6 separate regions of the Mus musculus genome follow, and regions 2, 3, 4, 5 and 6 are each linked to region 1. The links are chromatin contacts, called in public HiCAR-type, HiChIP or PLAC-seq and Micro-C maps. All regions are on one chromosome and are shown on one strand. The core of a region is the stretch at or near the end of the contact, and the rest is flanking DNA. Distances in the headings are between cores, read along the strand shown. Region 1 holds the start of Fam20c (family with sequence similarity 20, member C). Region 2 holds the start of Prkar1b (protein kinase, cAMP dependent regulatory, type I beta). Region 3 holds the start of Zfp157 (zinc finger protein 157). Region 4 overlaps Prkar1b (protein kinase, cAMP dependent regulatory, type I beta). Region 5 has its middle 20 kb from the start of Pdgfa. Region 6 overlaps Prkar1b (protein kinase, cAMP dependent regulatory, type I beta).

Region 1 (2,700 bases), core at 124-2,623:
CCCACCTCAGGCCCACCATCTCCACACACAAACTCATTGTCTGTGTGAGTGGGAGGGCCGGATGAATGCAGAATGCCTCAGTTTTCATGATGTAAGCCATACCTTCTTGGGGAGTGCACCTCTATTAAGACCCCACCCACTGCACTCTTGGGTTTCCACTATGCTGCCCAACACAGGCATCAGCTCCTGTTACAGGAGTGTGGAACTCCACCCTCTCTTCCTTTCTAAAGGCCTAGGAGGCACCTTTGCTGACCAGCTAGCTGGCTGCGACTCTCTTCGTCCCTAACAAGCAGCTAGTGGGTGTCTACTGAACGTCAACTAACACAGACTTGTCGCTGAATCTTCAGAAAGAACATGAGTTGTGCACTTGATTCATAGAGAACTCGAGCTGAGAGCATTCCAGGGCCGGGGAGCACAGCCAAGAGAGCATGACAAAGAGGGGCTCCGTAGAGCACAGACTCCGCCCCTCAGTCCCTTACACAGCAGTTGGCTTGGGCTGCTGTGGAAATCTGCAGGTGCTTGAAGCCCTGAGGTCTGCTCAGCTTGTGGATCTGTGGCTGACCCTCTCACGCTTACCTTCCCAGAATTTTAGCAGAAATTCCCAGAGATTCCTACTTCCTACTAGGGGTTGGGGATCCAGAAGCCCTGTGGCCACAAATGAAGCCACGTGGTGAAAGCAGATCTCTTTTTACTGTGCACCCCGATTTAGCATCCCAGAGGGCAGGCAGCGAGACGCGCCCCGCCCACCGCCCGCGCATCCGCGCCACTCAGCCAGGCTCCGCGCGGCGCCGCCAGGGTTAAGGCGCAGGCGTGTCCCCTGGGGTGGGGTGGGCCCGGCAGCCTTGCCGAGCTTCTGGAGTCCCATCGGATCGGGGGCCCAACGCGCTCCTCCGCCGTTCTCTCCGCCGCGTGGCAACGTCGTCTCTTCGTCCTCCACCTAGTGGGCTGCGGGTACCCGAGGTGCCAGGACACCGCCCGGAGAGGAGCTTGTCCGGCCGCGCAGACGCCCCGCGGGCTTCGGGGAGGGACTTGGCCTGTTTTCTGGCCTCCACTCGCCGGGGAGGAGCTGTGCGGCTGCAACTGGCGGCGCGTGGAGCTTCAGGGACGCAGGCTACCAGGCCGAGAGCCGCGCGCACAGGGCCGAAGCCACCGCTGCCTGCGGGTTCCCAGCCGGGCCTCTCTGGCTCCCGGCTCAGCGCGGAGGAGGCGCGGCGACACCGCGGGGCGCGGCCAAGGGGGAGGAGAGAGGGGAGCGCGGGCTAGCGCCGGGCCGGCCGGGCCTCGCGGGGCCACGGCTCCGCCAATCTGCGGGCGCTGACGCGGGGGGCGGCTCCGGCGCGCTCGGATATCAGCGGGCCGGGCGCGGGGCGCCTGGAGCTAGGCGGTGCGGGCGCTGCGCTCCGGGTCGGCCTGCTGCACCTGCCAGATCGTCGCCTCTCCCTGCGCGCCCCCTCGCGCTCCCCTTCTCGCCTCTGTCTCTCCAGCCCGGTCTCCCAGCCTCAGCCTGACAGAACAGAGGAGCCGCTTTGTCGCCTGCCCAGGACCCGGCATGGCCCAGCGGGAGCACCGCGCTCTGGATCGGATCTGTCGCGCCTTGGACGGGATGAACAGCCGCGCCTTCTGCTTACACGCCCGCTGAGTGTGGTCGCCGTCCCGGAGACCCTCGTACGCCCCTGCGTTCCCTGTCACCACTGCCACCCGCTCCACCGACGAGGGCCGCTGGCCGCCCCCCGAAATGGCCTGGAGAGCTGGTGCTTTGGTGGCGGTTGTCCTTCACGACGTCCAAGTCTGGGGACAGCCCCCGAGCTGCTAGCTGCTAGTACACTGAATGGACCTTGACCCGCGGGTCGTTGCGGGCTTGGTGCCAAGCTGAGGGGCACCGGTGGAGCGCGCGTCCCGAACCCCCCAGCCCGCTGGCCTGCGCGGCCATGAAGATGATACTGGTGCGCAGGTTTCGCGTGCTCATCCTGGTAGTATTCCTACTGGCTTGCGCTTTGCACATTGCTGTTGACCTGCTACCCAAGCTGGACCGACGCGCCACGCGATCCTCCGGGGAGCCCGGTTGCTCCTGCGCTCAGCCGGCAGCAGAGGCAGCTGGTCCAGGCTGGGCCCAGGCAAGGAGCAGACCGGGGGAGTCCGCCGGTGGCGACGCAGGCTGGCCCAACAAACACACACTGCGCATCCTGCAAGACTTCAGCTCAGATCCAGCCTCTAACCTAACCTCCCACTCCTTGGAGAAGCTGCCTTCTGCAGCAGAGCCGGTGGATCACGCTCCGCGGGGTCAGGAGCCCCGTTCCCCGCCACCCCGTGACCCAGCGCATCGGCCGCTGCTTCGAGACCCGGGGCCCCGACCGCGGGTACCGCCCCCTGGCCCCAGCGGGGACGGATCGCTCTTAGCCAAGTTGTTTGAGCACCCTCTCTACCAGGGGGCTGTGCCTCCTCTGACAGAGGACGACGTCCTGTTTAATGTGAACAGCGACATCAGGTTTAACCCCAAGGCAGCAGAGAATCCTGACTGGTGAGCAGAGAAGAGGAGGTTTGGGGTGGGGCTAGCGCGTCCGACCCTTCGGGAATAAAGACACCCCACTAGAAAGCTATTTCACACGCCAGGCATTTTGTGTACCTTTGGGGGACCCTTAGAAGAGGCTGGTAGGGATCCCTGGTGGGCGGGGCAGATGTGCCTCTTGCCTTTGTCTTCAC
Region 2 (2,700 bases), core at 88-2,587, 370 kb after region 1:
AGCTATGAGTTCAGGGAGAAACTGTGCCTCACTGTATAAGGTGGAAAGTGGTCAAGGAATGCACCCAAGACCAACCACTGGCCTTCTACACACACACACACACACACACACACACACACACACACACAGAGAGAGAGAGAGAGAGAGAGAGAGAGAGAGAGAGAGAGAGAGACGCATGCACACAAAACATTTAATTAAAAAAATAACATAGGGCTGTACATCAGTGGAAGAGGGCCTCCCAGCATGTAAGGTTTATTGTTAATGATTAACTCCAGTGTGTATAACGCCAGAAGTCACGTTTGTCAAAGGGTTTTCTCTGATGAGTTAGTTCATCACTCAAAGGCTCAAACGCCTTCCTTACTTCGGAACAGGTTCCTTCAGGGATGAAAGAGATCAAGTATGATTTGCATACGGTTCTCTCTCCATTTCTGAGAAATTTCAGGTGGAATAAGTTGGGTGTTTGGCGCCCCCACTATGCAAACCATGATGCTTCATTTTTTTTTTCATCCACACTCTCCCCCCTTTTAAGGTTGATGTTGTCACGATCTAAGGCCCCAGCGCGGGTGGGTGGGGCGCGAGGGGGGTGCTGTCAAAGGATTGGGGTGGCTTGTTTCATGAGAAAGGCAAAGAGGGTAAAGAAAACAATGGAAGTGAGCTGAGGGGTGGGGGTGGGGGGCTTGGAAGACAGTAACAGAGGCCCGAAGGCTCTAGAAGGCTCTAGTGAGTGTCCTGCGCAGTGTTGAGTCACAACGTCCAGGTCATCGCCCCGCCCCACACTGATTGGAATCATCCAGCCTAGAGGCCTTGGGGTTGAGGGGACCCCATGGCGGATGAGGACGAGGAGGTACACCTAGCCTCAGAAGGATGGGGAATCACACACACACACACACATACCGTGACTCGGTCCCCAAACCCTGGGCCCACCAGAGGAGAGTTGGGGACGCCCCCAGATGGTGGTGAGTGCAAGGCGCCTCCAGACCCTGGTGGGTACAGGGGACCAACCCAACCCTGTCCTGAGAGCTTTTACAAAGGCCTGGTACCACCTTGGACGCCAACAGTTCTCCCCCCACCCCACCCCCGCCTCCACCCGCGTAGCCCCGCGGGGCTGATTGCGCCCCTCCCCAAATCCCTCGTGTCCCCGTGAGTCCCCCACCCCACCCCAGTTCCCGCTGACACCCAGCTCCAGATAGGGCCGGGTCCCTACACAGACCCCACCCCAGCCTGCGTACCTGTAGATGCGCGGTGCCCGAGGCCGGAGGAGGCTGCGCGAGGACGCGGGGACGCGGGGACGGCGAGCGGGTCCCCGCACTGCAGCGGCGCCGCCCTCCGCCCGCCCCCGCTGCGCGTCGCCGCCGGCCGCCAGGCCCCGCGCACCGCGCCCGCGCGGGTCGCCCACCGACCGCTGTCCTCCCCAGGGACCGCCCCACAGCTGTCTCTGAATGCCAGGGACACACCAGAGCTCTGTCGCGCAGGCCCCGCGTCCCCGCACACACACAGGTCCTGCCACCCGGACCTCCTACCACCCCATTCCTCTCTTCCTAAGCTAGCCCGACCTGGCTGGCGCCGCTCCTTCCGGGCCTAGATGCTCTCTCTGCTCAGGGCACAGTGGCACCGTGCTCTGTCTGAGCTGTCATTCTGAGTCTCATTCAGTGCCTGCCCACTCTAAAGCCGAGGCCTGTAGCAAAAATTAGCCACCACGCACGCATCCTGTCCTGCGCCATCTGCTCCTGTGGAAACAGAGTCCATCTTCTCCCAGTGATCTGAGCTGCAGGAGGAAGGATGAGACTCAAAGGTGCTGGAGAAGACATCTCCAATCTTCTGGCCTGTCTATATTCTCCAGTCCACCACGTATTCCCCCCACTCACCTGTCCTGACTCACCTGTGCTCACACCCTGTTCCCCAATCTGTTCTTCCATTCACCAGCTCCCCACTCGTCTATCTACACTGACCAGCTCCCTGAATTTGTTCCTCCACTCACCTGCCCACATTCCCTATCGTTCAGGGGTACCCCATTGCCCAGCTGCCTGATACCTCTTGCCACATTCACCAGCCCTCCTCCTCCTGACACACATGTCTCCACATGGCCACCAACCTGGCCTGTGCTCTCAGCAGGCAGGGCTGGCGGTGGCCCACACCTCTTCCTGCCAATGTGAAGGAAAACTGCTGTAAAAGGACTTGCTGCTTTGGAACAGGGCTCAGTTGATATCGTGCTTGCCTAGCATGCAGGAGCTCAGGGTCCCATCACCAGCAATGCACCAACATGGCAGCACACACCAGTGATCCCAGCACGTGGGGTGTAGCAACAGGAGCAGCGCATTGTCTGTATTGTATGTTTGCCTACAATAGCAAGTTTGAGGCCAGCCTAGGCTACATGAGGTTCTGTCTCGAATAAAATCAAATCTAGAATGAAATTAATAATAAAACAAAACAAGTATATGATAAAATAAACAAAAATAATAAAATAAAATAAAAAAAAGACACTGCTCAGCCGGGCATGGTGGTGCATGCCTTTAATCCCAGCACTTGGGAGGCAGAGGCAGGCATATTTCTGAGTTCAAGGTCAGCCTGGTCTACAGAGTGAGTTCCAGGACAGCCAGGGCTATACAGAGAAACCCTGTTTCAAAAAACCAAAAAAGAAGAAGAAGAAGAAGAAGAAGAAGAAGAAGAAGAAGAAGAAGAAGAAGAAGAAGAAGAAGAAGA
Region 3 (2,700 bases), core at 127-2,626, 310 kb before region 1:
GTTGGGGGTAGATGTACCCTTGCTGGAAGAAGTGTGCCACTAGCAATGAGCTTTGAGATTTCAGAGCCCAAGACAGACCCAGTGTCTCTCTCCCTGCTGTCTGCAGATCTGGATGTAGAACTCTCAGCTACTTCTCCAGCACATTTCTGTCTGTGTGCCACCATGCTCCTTACCTTGAGAGTCATAGACTAAATGGCCGAAACTGTAAGCAAGCCCCCGTTAAATGCTTTCTTTTTTAAAAGCCATTGCCTTGGTTATGGTGTCTCTTCACAGCAAAAGAACACTGACTGAGATAATATACCAAGCTATGCTTGAATGAATCTGATTTTTTTTTTTTGTTCTGTTGCTTTTGTTCAATCTGGGGAGAATAGAAGTTTGTTCAAAAATAATTAGTAAGGAATTTAAGAAACCACTACGAAGTAATCCTTGACAGCTATTGTCTTGGGGGACTGGAGTCATACTGAATTACTCTGGAAAGCATTTTAACCGTATTAATGCCTGGGTTCTAGATCCTGGACTCTGATTTCACTGGTTCTTTATTCCACTGGAAACCTTTGCTATGATGTCAGAAGTTACAATCACAAGTTCTATGGTTTGTGATGCCTGAACTATGCATGATATCCATGTATGCTGTGAGGCTTTGCCTAGCTAAAATCAAAGAACAAATTCAAGACATGATCCCTTGTTCGGCTACATTGTTACAAGAGAAAATGTATTCCTTGCATACACATCTGTATGAATGTCCCTAGCTTTCTTGGGAAGGTGACCTAATAACAGAGATTTGATTATTGTTTATGTTGGAAATAGAAAAAAAAAAAAAAGAAAGAAAGAAAGAAAGAAAGAAAGAAAGAAAGAAAGAAAGAAAGAAAGAAAGAAACCAGTAGGCCTCTGTTTGTGCTGGGATTAAAGACCAAGGAATGGAAATATTTTGCATGTATGTGGGATGCATTATACATGTTTTCAAATATTTCTTAAGGTAAACAATGAAAAGCATCCATAGCAGCATTGGTTTCCTAAATGGTAGTTTTTAAAATCAAATCCAAATGTTTGTTTTGATTGTTTTAAGTGAATACTTAAATTTGTTCTTGGAATACATAGGGCACGAACAATGTATATAGATTTATATACAATTCACACATTTTCAGATACTTTATTTACAAGGTTAAGTGAAAACAAAAAGGAAGGAGGTTCTGTCACAGGAAGCCCTGCCTTAATTTACCCATGAAAGCAAGGCCTTGTCAATTCTGGCTTCATCCACCCCTGGGTTGAAGCGTGAACTGTCACTCAGGGTGGACCTGAAGCGCTACCCTATCAGACACAATAGACTGAAGGCTACCCAATCAGACACACGGTCGGAAGGGAGGAGGCGGGCCTTGCGTACGTTGTTGCTGACCCCGCCATCTTGGCATCTGTGGCCGCTTTCTTCTCCCAGCTCTGTGTTCTGGATTGCACCTAGTGTCTGTCGCCGTGTGACTCGCTGGTACCTGGACACCCAGCGCGAGGCGGGGCGCTCACCTGAGTCCCGAAATGGTGCGTTTACCCACGACAAGGCCCCTAGCCCCGCGTCCCGCATCGGGGTCGCTTGTGCCCCTGCTGCCTGCGCTGTGGCCAGGCTGAGCTGGCTGCTGCAGCTCGGGGGTCTTGTCGCGTCCGCGTGATTCCCATGACCAGGGCTGCTATGGATGCCTCCTAGGTGGGGACACCGGGACTGCGGGACTTATGACTGCCCAAGCGCGGCCGGGAGTTTGTCGGCCGCCTCCAGATCTGGTAGGACTTTGACCAGCATGGGGGATTGCTGCCTTCTTGGTCTCTGGGCCCTCAAGGCCATCGGCCTCCCCAGGATTTTTCTGCAGCCGGCGCCCCGCCCCGTCTCTTCATCTTGCATCTCCACGTTTGTCCCTGGCTTCTCAAGTCACAATCTTGTGATGTTTCTATCTCAGAACCTCTATGGAAGCCCGTGAGCATGACCTTCCCCGCCCACTTCCTCACCTCTCAACCCATCTCAGCCCATCACGTTTTGTTCATGAGCCCGGTCCTTCAAGTCCCGGGAGTCCCTGAGTGACCCGGAGTAGGTACTTCTTCTCCTCTCTGCTGTTTCCTTCACTCTCCCTCTGTCTTCTGCCTCTGGCTCTCTATTTCTAGGGATGGAGTCTAGGAATTCATTTATGCAAGGTAGTGCTCTGCCCTAAGCCAGTTAGTTACTTGTCCTTTTTTTTTTCCTTTCACGATTTTAGCATTTATATATTAATGGTACACCGTAGTGACTTTCATTTCATTACATCTTATATCTATGTGTAATGTTGTATTTTCTTCTACCTAACCTCTGTTATCCTCCCGGTCCTTTTCCTACTCCCTCAGATTCTCTTCCTCTTTTCCAGTACTTCCCCTTAGTATTAGTTTTTTTTTTTTTTTTAAATGACCCCCCCGACTTCTACATAGGAAGAAGGTTAGTTACAGGAGCATGGGCCCCACCATTGTCTATACTACTATACTACGGAATAAAGAGGCTCTCCTGAGCCTCTCCCTATGCAACCATTAACTGCCTATACATCCTCAAGGAGAAATGGGGCCTTGTGAGCCTCTTCCTGTTCTTCACAATTTCACTTCATTTACAGATTTTTATTTATGTGTTTTTTAGCTTCCTAATTTTTTTACAGTTTGTTTGCTTATTTATTTATTTATTTTAGACATAGTTTTAAC
Region 4 (2,700 bases), core at 136-2,635, 340 kb after region 1:
TAATGAACACCCTTTACAGGGCCATGGGGTTCAGGCCTCTCAGCCCAGCTATCTGGGACAGCAGAATGGAAAGCTTAAGTCTGCCAACAGACTACAGAGCCTACCTCCCGTACTTGGCAAGAACTTGTCTCAAAATTAAAATTAAACAAGGAAAAGTTATATTCCTCACACCTGCCTAGAATCCCCCAGTGAGAGGCCAGAGTATGGCTCAGCAGTAGAGTACTCATCTAACATGTACAAGGCCCTAGGTTCAATTCCCCGTGCTTCCAAATAAGAAAAAAAGGAAGGAAGGGAGGCAGGGAGGGAGAATGGAAGAGAGAGAGAGAGAAAAGATGATAGAACATGGAGCTAGTATCATTAAGGCAAGTTTCCAACTTCAGATTCCATTTCTTATCCAAGTCCCTGGATACAGCCAAAGACTCGCTAACCTTAGCCCAGGGCAAACCTGACTTCATGAAGAAGAAAACCGAATCTGATTCTGTAGGCCATTAAGCTTCTCTTCAAAATGAGGCTTCGTATTTTTACAAAAATGCTAATTTTGTTTTTCAACACTGCCTGGAAGGGAAGCACAGAGCCTCAAAGCCCTTGCCAGGCTGGAGAGAAGGAAGGGGGCCGAGAATGCGCCCAGCAGCGGGAGCCAGCTCCCCTGGCTGCATATGACTCGGCAGACAGCGTGTTTTTCCCATCACCTGAGGCCCAGAGCCAATTTGTGCAAAAACAAGCTGCAGAGATAGGCGGGTGGGAGGAAGTGAGACCACACAGATAACAGGAGACAGCTGTGGGAGCCAGGCTCAGGCCAGAGGCCGGGAGATTTTAATTAGAGCAGCAGAGAACCCAGCTACTGGGTGATGCACCTGGCAGCCCTTCTGTTGGCTCAGGTAATGAGGCCCCCAGCCGAGGGCCCAACACATGCCGCAAACACGCAATGCTTCCTAATTACCACACTGCTTGGCCCCTAGGGCTCAGTCATGCGCCCTCTTGGGGCACCCATCAAACACCTGGGAAGGAAAAGGATGGAGCCCCAAGAGTCTCCACCTCCTTCCCAGAGCATCCCAGGGCTTCTGAGTGCCCTGGGAGCTGTATTTTGAGGATGCTGGGACTCTAGCCAAGCAGTAACTGCCCTGCTTCAGTGGGAGGGGTGAGGGCCTGCTGGCCTCTGATGGAGACACTAACCAGAAGGGCATACTTGCTGCCACCTGGGGTACTTGCCAAGAGCATGTTGACTCTGCACAGAGGGGTCATGAAGGGGCAGGTGGTGGGGAAGTGACAACCTGGTTCAACCCCCAACTTGGACACTTGATGCTAGTTCCAGAACCAGGGACAAAAGCCTTCCCTAGACTGGGCCCTGGGGAGCTCTTTTGTATAGAACAGCCTCTGGAGACCTTCCTTCTGAGCGTGGGTGTCTCAAAGTCCACAGCAGCCTGCCAACTAACTGAGGCTCTCCTGAAGTGGTCTCATGGTGACACTGGCACTTCCTAAGTGCTGAGTCACAGTGGGGGACTGTGTGCAAGTGCATTTGGCAGCAGGTCCAGTCTCTGAGGAATGAAGAGAAGAGATAGGGAGAAGCCCACTGATAGTTGCTGCCTGGCCACCCAGCCAAAGGACAGAGGGAAGAATAGATGGAAGTGTCATGATGATGGCAATTATGGTGACAAGTGACAGTGGCAACGATGGGGCTGGAGAGATGATGGCTTAGCTGTTAAGGGTAAATACTGAAGCCAGGCACAGTGGTGCACACCTTTAATCTCAGCACTTGGTATGTTAAAAGAGGCAGGCAGATCTCTGAGTCTGATCTATAGAGCTAATTCCAGGACAGGGAGGGCTATACAAAGAAACCCTGTTTCAAAAAAAAAAAAAACAACACAGCAACAAAAAAGAACAAACACTGCTCTTACAGAGGACAAGAGTTCTACTCCCCAAACCCATGTTGTGGGGCTCACAATTGCCTCTGACTCCAGCTTACGAGGATCCAATGACTCCGACTTCCACAGGCACTCTCATGTACCCATGCCCATACTTACATAGATTCACTTAATTATAATTTACAAATTTAGAGATGGTGGTGCTGGTAACTGTGCTGATGCTGGCAATGGTAATGGGGAATGAAGGGGATGGTGGGGAATGAAGGAGATGGTGGGGATGAAGGGGATGAAGGGGATGGTGGGGATGATGGTGATGGTGGGATGATGGTGAGGACCGTATTAATGGAGTGCAATGGAGAGATGGTGATACTAATGCTGATGGTGATGACTCTAACAATCATACACATATGGGCTTTGCTGTATAGTAGGTCTTCTTACCCTCACTTGACATTGAAGCCCAGAGAATGTCATCACAGTCACAATGTACACAACTCTCTCCAAAGACATTTTAACACACCCGAAGTTGTATCTAAGTGATCATATACACAAGTGTGCTTGCACCATTATCTAGCTCAGGACCCCATCACCCACCAGGGCACATGGAAGTCACCTCAGGACACAAGGACCCCCACATACTGAGTGTTCTGAGGATGCTCCCAGCAGCAGGAGCCAGCTCTCTTGGCTGCACATATCCAGAATGCTCAGTGTTCTCATCCCTATGCAGGTGGTAGAGAGAAGATGACATGACCTGTCATCATGGAGACACGACAGGCTAGGATGCTGGCTCTGCTTCTGATGTGTGTTGTTGCCTTCGGCAGAGGACAAGAAAGGAAACTGA
Region 5 (2,700 bases), core at 100-2,599, 260 kb after region 1:
CTGATGTGCTTGTCATTATGCATGATCAGATGTGATGTTCTATGCCATGATAACTTTGAGCCTGTGAGCTTCTTTTGCTGAGTTAACACACCTTATCCACAATCCCATGCCCTGCTAAAACCAGGCCTTCGAGGCAAATACTCCTCCCCGTTCATGGTGAGATCATCGAAGCTCTGAGAAGTTAAGCAACTTGCCTTTTGCCAAACAGATAATAAAAACTAGGAGCAAGGCTTGATATCACACATCTGCAATCCCAACACCTGGGAGGCTGAGAGGGGAGGATCTCAAGTCTAGACTACACAGTGGCACTGCTAAAGAAGGAAAAGGGGGGAGGGAGGGAGAAGCCATGTTGGGGCATAAATGTAATCCCAGTGCTAGAAAAGTGGAAGATACCTGGGCCTCCATGGCCAGCCAGCCAACCTAGCCTACTTGACAAATTCCAGACCAGTGAGAGATTCTATCTCAAACAAGAGCAATGGTGTTGGGGAGGTGGTTCATTGGGTAAAGTGCTTGATGCACAGACACGAGAACCCAAGTTAGTCCCCAGCACCCATGCAAAAAGCCAGGTGTGGCACTGTGTAGCTGTGATCCTAGCACTGGGCAGCAGAAATAGGGAGGTTCCAGGGACTTGATGGCCAGCTAGCCTAGTAAAAAGGGGGACATGGTTGGAGGAGGTGTATGCACACACATGCGCCCACACGCGCGTGCATATACATTTGTATGGGATTTTTTTGTTTGTTTTTGTTTTTGAGACAGTATCTCACTATGTAGGTAACCCTGGCTGTCCTGGAATTTGCTTTGTAGACCAAGCTGGCCTCATACTCACAGAGATCCCCCTGCCTTGGCCTCCTGAGTGCTAGGATTAAAGACATACACCACCACTCCCAGCTTACATTTGTTTTTATTTTTACTTTAATTTTTAAAGACAGTATAACACTGTTACCCATACTAGCCTCTTAGTCTATGGGCACAGACAGGACACAGACAGGATGAAGCAGGATCATTACCAACCAACTGGAGCTGGAGATGGTGGAGGAGGCCTCAGGCACCAGCTTCCCAATGTGGTGACATCACAGAGGCAAGTGCAGCTAGAAAGCAGCCAGGCTGGGTCAATGAAGACTTCCTGGCAGGACCAGGGCCAGCTGATCTCAGAGGAAGTAAACTAACTGAAAGTAGGGGTGGGGGGAGCAGAAGGGGACACTAAATCTAAAGCTAGGACCAGGGTACTCTGGATGTGAAGTCACCCAGCCCCAGTCTTGCAGGAGGCTGCTGCTTGTCTCCCCAGAATACAGCCAGGGGGCCTGACCTCAACATGAGTCACCCGCCAGCCCAGCTGATTCAGCGGAACTGGGGGAGTGAGGCTGGGACTGTCCATGGACTGAAATGGCCAGCCAAGGTCAGTACTGTCCACTGTCTGGAAGGGCCAGCCAAGGCCATCAGACCAGCAGGGCTGAGCCCCACCTGCTGGCACCCAGCCACAACAGACTTCTGTCTTCATAGTCAGAAAACCCGGGCCTCAAGGAAATGGTTTTGGCAGGGAAGGTGGCTTATGGCTGAGGACTCATAGAAAGGGCTTGGGATGTGGGAAAGAACCAAGGGTGAATGAAAAGTGAACTCGTGTGAATTCATGGATAGGTGAAAAGTGAGCTGAGGAGAATAATAATTCGATGATGGAAGGCTCCCATAATCTGCCCTGCTCTCAAGGCAAGCAAACTGCCCACCACAGCTGGCAAAGGACAGAGACCATAATGAAATGGAGATGTGTTCTCTATCCCAGTTCCCACTTGTACCCATAAGAAATTTGCCCAGTGGCACCAGCCAATCTCTTCCCTCTCAAGGTTTAGTCAGTAGGGTATCAGACATGGGTATGAGGCTGGGGCTGGGCCCTATCTATTTGACTATGCCTAGGACACCTCTAACAAACAGAGGTCTGGCCAACACAGCCCTCCATTTGCACTGACAATGTAGAAATGAAACTAGTTGAACTGAAGCAGGAGGATTTCATGAGCTGGACACCAGTAAGAGCGCTATAGTGAGACTTTGTCTCAAAATTGATAGATGAGAGAGAGAGAGAGAGAGAGAGAGAGAGAGAGAGAGAGAGAGAGAGAGAGAGAGAGAGAGAGAGAGAATGAGGGGAGGGGGAGAGGGAGAGGGAAAGGGAAAGGGAGAAGAAGAGGGGAAGATATTATAGACTTTGGTTTGGATATATGGAGTTACAGAAAGTAGAAGAGTAGGGGTGGGGATGGGGAGTTCATATCTAATGTGTGCAATTTGGAGTAGGAAGATGACCATCTGTAGAAGGGTGTAGTGATAGCTTCAATATACTGTGCATGCAGATAGTAACAAAACACTTGCCATTTTGACTTTATTTGCTTGCTTCTACAAGGATATTGAGCCCACATAAGGCACATGCTTGGCAGCTATTCTACCACAGAGCCATGTCCCCTGCCCCTCACTAGGGGATTCTAGGCATAGACTCTACCACTGAACCACACTCCAGCCGCTCACTGGGGGATTCTTTTTTCTTTTCTTTCTTCTTCTTTTTTTTTTTTTTTTCAAGACAGGGTTTCTCTGTTGTAGCCTTGGCTGTCCTGGAACTCACTCTGTAGACCAGGCTGACCTCGAACTCAGAAATCCACTTGTCTCTGCCTTCCAAGTGCTGGGATTAAAGGTGTGTGCCACCACCACCCAGCACTCACT
Region 6 (2,700 bases), core at 200-2,699, 310 kb after region 1:
AGTTCAGGCTGGGGGGAAACAAAAGGGAAAAAATGGAGGAGGAAGAATAAGGGATAGAGGAGAAAGAGGGAGGGGGAGGGCAGACTCATGTTCCAAGGAAAGGATGGGCCCAGATCAGAAGCCACATGAGCTCCCAGGTTACGGCAGTGGGAGTGTCTAGTCTTCTGTTGTCACTAAGGTCAGCATTTATCAACACTCCACTGCAGACAAGAGGAGCAGGGCCTGGAGGGTATTGAAGGATGAATAAGAGTTTGCAAGGCAGAGGAGCAAAGCTACGAGCAGAGAATTCCGGGGAAGCCCAGCCCTGAGGTGTAAGCTGCTGGTCACTAATTTCCTGTTGATCGCCCATCATCCACCCCATGAAGTGACCACAGCACCCCCAGGGCAGATCCGTGTTGACTATTCCCAGGGGTCCAATGGGAGCTGGCAATGCCACTGGAGATCAAGAGTTAGCAGGCTGGAAGGAGAAGACAGAGCAATGAGCGGTGGGTTTAGGGCCAGGAATGGGCAACAACCCAGGCTCACAGCTTGGGAGAGGAGCTATGGGTACAAACTATGGGGGTTTGGTAGAATATTTGCCTGACCTGCAAGAAACCCCAGATTACATTCCCAGCATGGTATAAACCAATGCTGTCATCTCAAGTCTCAGGAGATGGAGGCAGGAGGCTTGACAGTTAAGGATCATCCTTGGCTACATAATGAGTTTAGGCTAGCCTGAGCTACATGAGACCTTATTTTTTATTTTATTTTATTTTATTTTATTTTATTTTATTTTATTTTATTTTGGGTTTCTCTGTGGAGCCCTGACTGGAACTCACTCTGTAGACTAGACTGACCTTGAACTCAGAGATCTGCCTGCCTTTGCCTACAAGTGCTAGGATTAAAGGCATGTGCCACTACGACCTGGCAACCCCCATCTTTAAAAACAAAAAAACAAACAACAACAAAAACCCCCAAACAACCATAAAGCAAAAATTAAAAATGAGTTACCCATGCCTCCCACCAATATCAATCCATCAAAGCAACTTCCAACAGAGAGAGCAGCGGTCCTTGGGACCCACTTATACAAGCTACTAGGGGCAAAGGCCTTCTCCCCTCCCTACCATAGGCCAGTAACCAAGTTGTTTTCTGAGCTGGGTTCTTCATGGATGTTTGTTTTAACCTGAAGCTAGGGCACAGCAGAGCCTAACTAACATCAGAACCTCTTTTTAATCGTCTGCCTCATGCTTCCTCTTGAGTGAGTAGCCCAAGGGATCACGACCTCCCAACTCAGTTTCCTTGTTTGGGGAGACAGGAGGCCCTGCCTCCCCTGAGACCCAGACCAGGGGTTGAGCTGTCAGATTCACGGGGTCAGCTTTGCGTGTGCCCCACTCGGGACGCCTGAGTGACTCACTTCCTATGTGGTGTCTCCGGAAGCAGGTGGGCCAGTGCGGTTCCCAGAAATGCATTGTGGGACAAAGTTGGGCTGCTGGGGAAATCAGAAAAGGATTTTCCCAGAAATAGCCTGGCTGGACATAGACTTAGGAGCAGAGGCCAGGCCCAAAATAGCTCACCTAACCCCAGGGCACCAGGCAGGGTGTGGTCGAGACACCTCCGAGGCAAGGAGGGCACAGCAAGTCCCCTCGGACAGGTGGAGCATAAGCTATGGCTAATTAGAAGGTGAGGCTAAGCTGAGCCACAGCCCAGCAATGACCCTGGGGCTGGCCTAGGAACTGACCCACAACGCTGAGGACCCTGAAATGTCCTGGGCAGACTCTGTCCCTGCCCTCTGTTCCATCTAGAGACAGAATTCAAGAAATGGATCACAGAAAGTAGCCCCAAATAAGCAATTGATCAGGGCAGGGCATGTGGCACACCTGCTGATACCACCCCGAAGAGCTGACATAGATTACAACACTAAAGGAGAAGCAGATACTCAGAGTGACAGCAAGAGCAAGTGAGGGGACACCCATCAGGACGATACCAGCCCAGGCCCAGGGGCAGTCCATCAGTAGGTCAGACTCCCGCAGGCAAGAGGAGGTCCCAGACTGACTCAGAGATCAGTGTCATCACACTGCTTGGGAGGAGGATGTAAGAAAGTAACCATGGGCTCCCTATGTCAGAAGGGACAAAGACATAGAGGATTTGGATAGAAAACAGACCCCGAGCTCAGGGAAACATGTTCTGACAACAGGAGCCAGACAAGGGGACATAAGTGCCATCCCAATCAGAGAACTCTGGGGGGCGGAGGGGGGGGGCTTGGGCAGGGGTGGCCATGGAGGTAGAAGGAGGGAGGGCCAGCTGAAAGCATGAGGAGGGGTCTCTAGAGGGCATGCTTCTAACATTACAGTGAGAGTGTGGGAGAGTAGGGGATGCTCTATAAACACGTGAGCTCTTTGTTCTGACAGTCCCTTGGTGAAGCTTGGGTGCATGCTGGCACAAAAGCTGACAGTCACCCCATGTCACATCAGTACCTCTAGGGTCTACAAACATGGAAGCTACTGCCCATGTGGTAATCGCGAACATCCACTGTAAGCCCCCAGAGTTTGCAGGCTAAACTAGCTTGCTAGTCAAAGAGAACATCTTAGGCTGCTTTCCACGCAGACGCTCTGTGAAAGCAAAAAAAGAACCCCACTGGGCCTGCACCTGCCAGACACAGCTCTCTTTCCAAACTGGGCTTTTATAGTCTTATACTATCATTTAGACGAAATGCTTTCTTGA

What was found. A called contact is a pair of places that touch in the nucleus more often than the background predicts. HiCAR-type assays count read pairs that join an accessible place to other places. HiChIP or PLAC-seq counts read pairs in DNA pulled down with a chosen protein or histone mark.
Region 2: a contact with region 1 is called in an H3K4me3 HiChIP or PLAC-seq map of embryonic stem cells, with 22 read pairs. The contact joins the promoter of Prkar1b here to the promoter of Fam20c in region 1. A contact is called at or near these places in 5 of 115 datasets of contacts at active chromatin or transcription factors (embryonic forebrain, embryonic stem cells and forebrain) and 4 of 9 other capture datasets (adipose tissue, embryonic stem cells, liver and 1 more).
Region 3: a Micro-C map of embryonic stem cells shows a contact between it and region 1, with 2.7 times the contacts expected there. The contact joins the promoter of Zfp157 here to the promoter of Fam20c in region 1. A contact is called at or near these places in 4 of 39 promoter capture datasets (the 3T3-L1 cell line, hippocampal neurons, liver and 1 more), 2 of 484 Hi-C or Micro-C datasets (embryonic stem cells and neural progenitor cells), 3 of 115 datasets of contacts at active chromatin or transcription factors (astrocytes, bone marrow-derived dendritic cells and bone marrow-derived macrophages) and 1 of 9 other capture datasets (pancreatic islet).
Region 4: a contact with region 1 is called in a HiCAR-type map of astrocytes, with 2.4 times the contacts expected there. The contact joins the enhancer-like site here to the promoter of Fam20c in region 1. A contact is called at or near these places in 9 of 39 promoter capture datasets (the 3T3-L1 cell line, HPC-7-derived erythroid cells, cranial neural crest and 5 more), 1 of 484 Hi-C or Micro-C datasets (the HL-1 cell line), 11 of 115 datasets of contacts at active chromatin or transcription factors (astrocytes, bone marrow-derived macrophages, cardiomyocytes and 4 more) and 1 of 9 other capture datasets (adipose tissue).
Region 5: an H3K4me3 HiChIP or PLAC-seq map of bone marrow-derived macrophages shows a contact between it and region 1, with 2.3 times the contacts expected there. The contact joins the enhancer-like site here to the promoter of Fam20c in region 1. A contact is called at or near these places in 4 of 39 promoter capture datasets (cranial neural crest, hematopoietic stem and progenitor cells, hippocampal neurons and 1 more), 3 of 115 datasets of contacts at active chromatin or transcription factors (bone marrow-derived macrophages, embryonic stem cells and pancreatic cancer cells) and 2 of 9 other capture datasets (adipose tissue and pancreatic islet).
Region 6: a contact with region 1 is called in an H3K4me3 HiChIP or PLAC-seq map of bone marrow-derived macrophages, with 2.9 times the contacts expected there. The contact joins the enhancer-like site here to the promoter of Fam20c in region 1. A contact is called at or near these places in 2 of 39 promoter capture datasets (frontonasal cranial neural crest and liver) and 3 of 115 datasets of contacts at active chromatin or transcription factors (astrocytes, bone marrow-derived macrophages and embryonic stem cells).

Annotation. Positions count from the first base shown.
Region 1 is chr5:138,753,708-138,756,407 of GRCm38.p6, forward strand. It overlaps Fam20c (family with sequence similarity 20, member C), which reads left to right and starts at 1,374. Exons shown (of 10, transcript NM_030565.6): 1 at 1,374-2,518. The coding sequence starts at 1,929.
Region 2 is chr5:139,128,415-139,131,114 of GRCm38.p6, forward strand. It overlaps Prkar1b (protein kinase, cAMP dependent regulatory, type I beta), which reads right to left and starts at 1,338. Exons shown (of 11, transcript NM_008923.3): 1 at 1,230-1,338.
Region 3 is chr5:138,440,100-138,442,799 of GRCm38.p6, forward strand. Zfp157 (zinc finger protein 157) reads left to right here and starts at 1,377. Exons shown (of 5, transcript NM_028130.3): 1 at 1,377-1,530. The coding sequence starts at 1,528.
Region 4 is chr5:139,098,431-139,101,130 of GRCm38.p6, forward strand. The region is part of intron 4 of Prkar1b (protein kinase, cAMP dependent regulatory, type I beta); the gene reads right to left. Among named protein-coding and RNA genes, the nearest start is that of Prkar1b, 30 kb to the right of the region's middle. Within about 2 kb of position 1,386, at least 70 of the 459 cell types and tissues checked have an H3K27ac peak or open chromatin away from gene starts, as enhancers often do. A contact at or near this core is called in the HL-1 cell line, astrocytes, hippocampal neurons and 1 more, where this site is marked.
Region 5 is chr5:139,013,917-139,016,616 of GRCm38.p6, forward strand. No RefSeq gene overlaps it. Among named protein-coding and RNA genes, the nearest start is that of Pdgfa, 20 kb to the left of the region's middle. Within about 2 kb of position 1,350, at least 73 of the 459 cell types and tissues checked have an H3K27ac peak or open chromatin away from gene starts, as enhancers often do. A contact at or near this core is called in adipose tissue, bone marrow-derived macrophages and pancreatic cancer cells, where this site is marked.
Region 6 is chr5:139,059,287-139,061,986 of GRCm38.p6, forward strand. All of the region lies in intron 6 of Prkar1b (protein kinase, cAMP dependent regulatory, type I beta), which reads right to left. Among named protein-coding and RNA genes, the nearest start is that of Pdgfa, 66 kb to the left of the region's middle. Within about 2 kb of position 1,450, at least 40 of the 459 cell types and tissues checked have an H3K27ac peak or open chromatin away from gene starts, as enhancers often do. A contact at or near this core is called in bone marrow-derived macrophages, where this site is marked.